Linked DNA regions of Gossypium hirsutum: region 2 is linked to region 1. Evidence: chromatin contacts called from public Hi-C data. All regions are on one chromosome and are shown on one strand. The core of a region is the stretch at or near the end of the contact, and the rest is flanking DNA. Distances in the headings are between cores, read along the strand shown.

Region 1 (3,539 bases), core at 392-2,891:
CCCACCTTACAAAGTCCATCAATCAAGATACCAAAAGTAACAATATTTGGTCCCAACCTATCACTGATCATCATCCCATATATTTCCAAGGCTCGTTCGACTCTATCCATCTTGAAATATCCATTCATCAAAACATTATAAGTGTACAAATTTGGAAGGAAATAACCCTCTTTAATCAATCTAAACATACGTTCTGCCTCCAGCATCTTACCTTCATTACAAAGTAACTTTATGACAGTTGTGTAGACGACAACATTGGGTGGAATTCCTTTCATCAACAGTTCATAAAACAAGTTGTGTGCCTTTAAAACATCACCTTGACAACAACAACAATTTATCAACACCCCATAAGTAACAACATTAGGCAAAAACCCCCGTGAAAGCAATTCCTTGTAAAGATCCCACATGGAGTCAAACCTGCCCAACTTAATTAACCCATCTAAAAGTGCATTACAAGCCTGCATTTGAGGGAAAGTTTTGATATTTCTATAAACCCACAAGGCATCTTCGATTAAACCCATCTGGGAAAATGCAATGATTAATGACCCAAACACATTGGGAGTGAATTTTGAGGTTTGAAATCTGTTAAGGGCGTTGAAAATTAAGTGGCAAGCACGAGGGGGTTCCAAAGAGCTATGGAGGGCTTTGATGAGGTATTTTATCAAACACCTGGCGTCCTCGTAAAGTTTAGCACTGGCCAAAACGTGAATGATGGCTGAATAAGGCTCGAGATTCTTCAAGGGGTTTAAGAGATTGGCATTGGAATTGAAAAGCTTGAGAGCTTGGTGAGGGTTTTGGGTGTTGAGGATATCCTTTGTCAGATGATGGCATGACGATGACGACGAGGAAGATGCCATTTTACAAAGGTTTGAAGGGTATTTGGTGCAAAGAAATGGCGTTTGTTTACGCGGGAATAGCTTCAACATTTTCAGTTTATAGGTTTACATGGCCGAATCCTAAAATTATAAATTGCTATCCATGTTGAGATGGAACACCAAACCAAATAAATTCAAATTGTAGGTTAAACCTACAACTGGGGCATTGTTCTTGCATCTCTTCAATAAACGGGGTTCGCCATGTTTATGGGCTAAGGCTCTCCTACGAATCATGTAACCCCCCCTCCCCCCTAAACATTAGAATTTTCCTCCCGATCATTTTAGTTCATTTTTTCGTGACAATTTGCACCAATTAGATTTAGACATTTTGCATAAATGGTACCTCATTAATAAATTTATCTATGTAATAATTTAATTAGCCCACATCATTTAATTTTACTTTTTTTTTTAAAATGGCTTCCATTGAAGTAGAGAGAAAAATAGAAAAACAAATCCGCATGGGTGAGGCCCAAATCCAAAGACAAAAGCAACAAACTGCAGTAGGCCCCCAATGCAATTAGAAAAACACTAAAGAAGGAACAGAAGACAAAAGAAAAAGAAATCCTAAATGTTGTCCCAAAAGCAACTGATGGAATCCAAAAATCCCAAAGCCAAATCTGAACAGCTTGCAAGCACGACAATGGAGAAAAAGAAATCACAACAAGGAGAAGTAAAGAGATGCAACTTTTTTAACCCAATGATTGTGGTGAAATTAAGGCGAATGAGTGGTCGACCTTCCTTTCTCAGCTACTGTGCCTGTCACCTGAAAAGGATCCTCCACGACCTAGAAACGGTCCGATGTGCAGCGAAATCCCAGCATCGCGAGCTAGTGAGCAACCCAATTTTACTCTTGAAAACATTTGCAGACTGTAGCCACTGCAGAAAAGGTATGTAACTGCAACCTCCCCTTTGTAATCAGTGCCCGAATCTCTGACTGGTCGACTTGTACATTATTGAGTTTACGTATCACATGCAGAGAATCCCTTTCGAACACAACTCGAGATAGCCCAAGGTCCGAGCCAAATCCAACACTGATAAGAGAGCCAACGCTTCCGCAGCAAAGGTCGATGAGACCTGACCATGGATCCTATTCCAAGAGACAAGCACCTGGCCCTGGGCATCCCGCACCACCACCTCCGAGCAATAGGAGTGTGACCCTTCTATGTATGTAGTGTTGAAGTTGGCCTTAACTAGAGGCGAGGGCGGAGGACACCAACGTGCAGTACGCAAAACCACCAGAACCGCTCCTGGCGCGTCCAGCACCAACAAGCCACCTAAGTAGGAGCGAATAAAGGAAACCAACTTAGGAGACGTGGAACCAAGGCCCTCATGATAGTACCTGTTACGCAACCACCATAGTGCCTAAATTGTTGTAAGGATGAGTGCTAAATTGTCCCTAATATATGCTTTACAAAGAAAACCCAACCAACTCATAAGATCTGAAACATTGTAGGTACCAGCCCAAGATATATCCAATAGATTCCAAACCAAAATGGTAAAAGGGTACTCCCGAAGCACGTGAATAGGCATATCAGGTATATTGAGGCATCTAGGACAGTATTGTGTAGTAGAGATGTGTCGATTGTAAATGATGTGTAATGTGGGTACATAATTGCAAAGGAATCTCCAAGCAATCATGTGAACTTTAATAGGGAACCAAATCTTCCATATCATTGTAAAAAAATCATGCGAACTCAGAGGGTTGAAAAGACTAGAAGGAATAGAGAGTTGTTGCATAGGCTAATAAAGCAACCTATATCCACTACGAATGAAGTAACAACTAGTTGGATCGCATTTCCAAACCACTAAATCATCATCATCTGAACGAGAGAGAGGAATGCTAAGAATGCGATTTGCCTTAACGACCAAAAGCAACTCACTGACCAAGGTATGATTCCATTGGGCCGAATCCTGTAACATCAAATCACTCACCCAAGTAACATTAGTATTAACAGATAAGTGCACAATACGACAGAGAGCTTTGCCTAGGAGCCAAAGGTCTTCCAGATGGAGATGAAGTGACCATTGCCCACCCGCCAACCAAGGCCCTTTTCTATCAGGCCCCGAGAGCACTAGATATTGTGCTAAGTATAAGAAGGGTAAAACCCTAAGCCCACTCTAAAAAATCAACATTAGAAAAGTAATGTGCTTTAAAACCCGGCTCATAAGACAATCCGAATATGTTAATAAGCACTACCCCTGCTTAGGCAAGAGTGCAATATTAAACTAAGCCAAATCACGAAAGCTCATACATCACACTTAGTTGCGCTTAACGAAGACCAAGAACACCAATGAATTCCCCAAAGACTCCCTAATTTCTGTCGTTAGAACCGACTTATAATAACTTCAAGTGTGCGACAAATGGAAGAAGAAAATAAAAAAATTGCATTGCAAGCGTTGGAATTGCTTACAAAACAAAACGTACAAAAACACCCTAACCACTCTGAGATAAGTAACATAAGTTCCAACTATCAACACATCGATGAAATTGATCCTTAAAATGCTAGAAAGTCTTCTGCTAACTCCTTTCAACCATTAGGGGAACTCCCAAATATTTATCCGTCTGATGGATAGTGCGTACACCCAATACTGACCCGATACTAGAATCGATAAAATACTCCACATCGAGCTGAAAGAAATAGCCGATTTATCAAAATTCACACC
Region 2 (3,451 bases), core at 813-3,312, 340 kb after region 1:
AGATACGAAATCAAGAATATAAAAACGCAATGGCAGTTGTATGTATATGCAGAGCTCTCCGACGCTCAGTTTTAACCTCCCCTTCAGAAAAGGGGCAGCATCCCATACTGAGCTACTAGGAAGTGCATAAAAAAGGCTTTGTTGTTTCCAGAATTCAAATCAGTATATAATAACAAAGGTTACTCTATAGCAAAAGAGCCGTATGTTGAAAATATATGCAAAAAGAAAGAGTTAATTAACCTGTTTCAATAAGTTCTCATCAGTTGGGAGCCTCAGATCATCCTTAGTGTCTCCACTCTCAGTCAGCAAACTCACCTGAAAAGATTAACAAGTTAAAAAACACAAGCAAACATACAACTTCTAGCGGAAAAGAAACAAATGAACTTACAAATCCATCCTCAGAAATGTCAATCAACTGGTAGTCAGTACGATTGACATGCGGAACCTGTTAAAACCCAAAACATAAACATTCATTAACACAAATGCAATTTACATGACAGATTAAAAGTTAGAACAACAAAGATTTATGGAGTAAGTAATCATTTCATACATCACAATTGTGGGAAGAAGGAACAATATCTTCGAGCTTCTTGGCAGTGAAGATATCGATTCCAACAAAGTGACACTTCGCATGACCATGCTTCCCGGTCTTGGAGGTGGAAACTTCAACAACCTGCAACACACCGTGGAACAGTAATCAAGTTTACTAAAATAAAAAACCAATCTATATTACTCCGATTCTTTCTTGTTTTACAAAATAGCCGTATAAGATGCATAGTTAGACACAGTTACAAGGATATATCGCTCCTAGGACCCTTCAAATAGATTGAAAATTTTTAATAAAACCGAAATCTCTGTATCAAACAGATGCCCATATCCCACATACACACAAGTCCAAGTAGCATTTCAGTCAACCCATCAAACACTAATAAATCACATGCATCAAATGCTTGGTTATGACTCATGATGAGAAGATTCATTAAAAAAACTACTAATATTTTAACACTAAAGAGCCTAGTGTTCATATATATATATATACATACTTTTTTCCAACTTGCTCTTACATCAAAAGTTTGCAGAAAGATACAGAAAAATATCAAAAAAGTAAACTCTTCTTTGATTGCTATTTTCATTTATGGTTAAAAAAATAATATTTTTAGTATTCATGATTTCTAATGGCAAATTTTCTGGAAACAAAAAGTAAATAAACAGCTATAAAGAAAAAAGTAAAAATTAACACAGATTTCAATTAAAATCAAACTAAACATATAAATTTCAATATTCCAACTATAAAAGAAAAAAAAAAGAAAAAAGCAACAGATCTGAACCCTAACAATCGGAAGAAAAAAAACTAAATCAGAAAAGATGAACCCGAGTTTAGTTTCAGGATAATATCAAACAGATCTCTAAAAAAATAAAATAAAATAACAAATTTCTAAGAATCAAGAGAGGGAACCTTGCAGGGGCGATTTTTTATGACGATGTAACCGTTCTTGCGGATGGTGCCGGCCTGCTGAGGGTAGGTTTTGGAAGCGCCGGCGTCGGCCTTGGACTCGAAATGATGCTCCTCGTCCGACATTTCCGGGTTTCAAAGTGGTGTCTTTGGGTGTCTTTTGGCGAGAGCAGACGATGGGCGGAGTAGATAGGGGGGAGGTGATGAATTGGTGCCTGCGGGTTTATATAATAGCTTTTGACTTTTACGAATTTAGGGTTTTTCTTTTTAAATTACAAATATATTAGAATTTATCATTATTACAATGTTATAAATATATTTATACGTAAATATAAATTTTGTGAAATCAAATTGCGTCTTATTTATCTACTCACTCCAATCATTATTGTATTAGAAAAATAATTATTAAGAAATTGATGAAATTTTTTCTCGATTTTTAGTTTTACCACAAACAAGAAGAAATGGTTTGGAAGGTCATAACCATAGACTGGTTTGAAAGGTGTGGTGCTAAAGGAAGACTGCAACCCAGTACTGAAAGAAAATTGGGACCATGGTAGGTAGATACTCCATGTATACTTGAGAAAGTCCCCAACCACGGATTCACTGCCTCTATTTGGAGGGATTGTAAAAGGTGCTTATAGGTATATTGGTGTTAGTAAGGTAAAAGAGCTCGTACCATAAAATATTATCATTGTCTTTAGTAATACTTTTTAAAAAAACTTTTTACATAAAAAAATATTTTTGAAACAAAAGAAATGCTAAATAAGCAACTTTTAAAACAAATCTATTGCTTTTCAAAAGTAATTTTTTCCAAACGGAAAAGTTAAAAATTTTAGTTTTTTTCTCCTAAAAATATTTTTGACAGTTTAATTACATTTTCATCCCTTCAACATATGGTACTTATTTGTTATATTAAAATTTAAAATTTATTTTTTCCATATTACAATATTAACAACAAATTATAATAAATTATTTTCTACATTCTTATTAAAATATAATTTTAACTAATTTGAACCTTGTTTAAATGTTTATTTGTTACTTTATAACACAATGTCTAAAATAAATATTTTATTTCTCAAAAGTATTTTTTGACAGTAATACTAAACACTTAAATCTTGAATCAAACTTTTTAAAAGTACTTCTCAAAATCATTTTTCCAAACACTTTTTAAAAACAATTCTCAAAAGCAATGCTAAACTAGCCCTAAAAAATCCAACATCACGTCAGAAACATGAATCTTGGGATGTCATAAAGTTGGACAATTTCTCTACAAAAAATATTTAGTAATAGATTTGGTAGTACCAAGGTGAGCAATAGAAACAAAGTGAGTATATGTTGGACAATTGGTGGCCACCAAAATAGTATCATAACCAAGTCCTAAGATAAAGGCTTATGAGATATCCTCCCAAATTTGGTTGGTATAGGAAAAGGTTGCATGAGACAAATGTTAGAATCGTAAAACTTTGATATAAAACTTAATAAATCAAGATTTGACATGTTAGATCATCAAGGATAAATCAAGAACAAAACTAAACGTGGAAGCATACCTGAATTCATTATTAGAGATTGCCTAGAAGGTTTTGATCTTCTAAGAAAATAGTTTTTCTCTTTGTATAATTCTTTTTGATATGGATAGAAAAGAAATACGATATATATATTTCTTGACATCACTACCTCTTTTTAAAATAACTGATTATTAAATTAGTTTTGGGTATTTATAATTTGACCACTCATCAAATTATAAATACAACTTATGGTATCTACACATTATTTTCATGACACTTTAATACCTATGACACTTATAACATAATTGGTCACTTAATTTTGTATCACACTTTATAATAGCATTATACATTATACATATGTATTTGGTAAGAGAAGTAGTTGGATCTCTGTTCGAATGAGTAATAGAGTAAGTTCCTCACTCGATTTCGTAAGAGAACTATATTCGACTATAACTAAAACTAAAATGTGTATTTGGTGTTGGTACATTAATGT

Evidence for each region. Hi-C and Micro-C count contacts between places; a contact is called where the count stands out from the background.
Region 2: a Hi-C map of leaf shows a contact between it and region 1, with 2.1 times the contacts expected there. The contact joins the promoter of LOC107886109 here to the promoter of LOC107886149 in region 1. A contact is called at or near these places in 4 of 34 Hi-C or Micro-C datasets (all in leaf).

The regions. Positions count from the first base shown.
Region 1 is chrA03:18,645,699-18,649,237 of Gossypium_hirsutum_v2.1, forward strand. It overlaps LOC107886149 (pentatricopeptide repeat-containing protein At5g61400), which reads right to left and starts at 1,642. Exons shown (of 1, transcript XM_016809992.2): 1 at 1-1,642. The coding sequence starts at 926.
Region 2 is chrA03:18,985,113-18,988,563 of Gossypium_hirsutum_v2.1, forward strand. It overlaps LOC107886109 (eukaryotic translation initiation factor 5A), which reads right to left and starts at 2,063. Exons shown (of 5, transcript XM_016809947.2): 1 at 1,457-2,063; 2 at 551-673; 3 at 389-445; 4 at 241-315. The coding sequence starts at 1,579.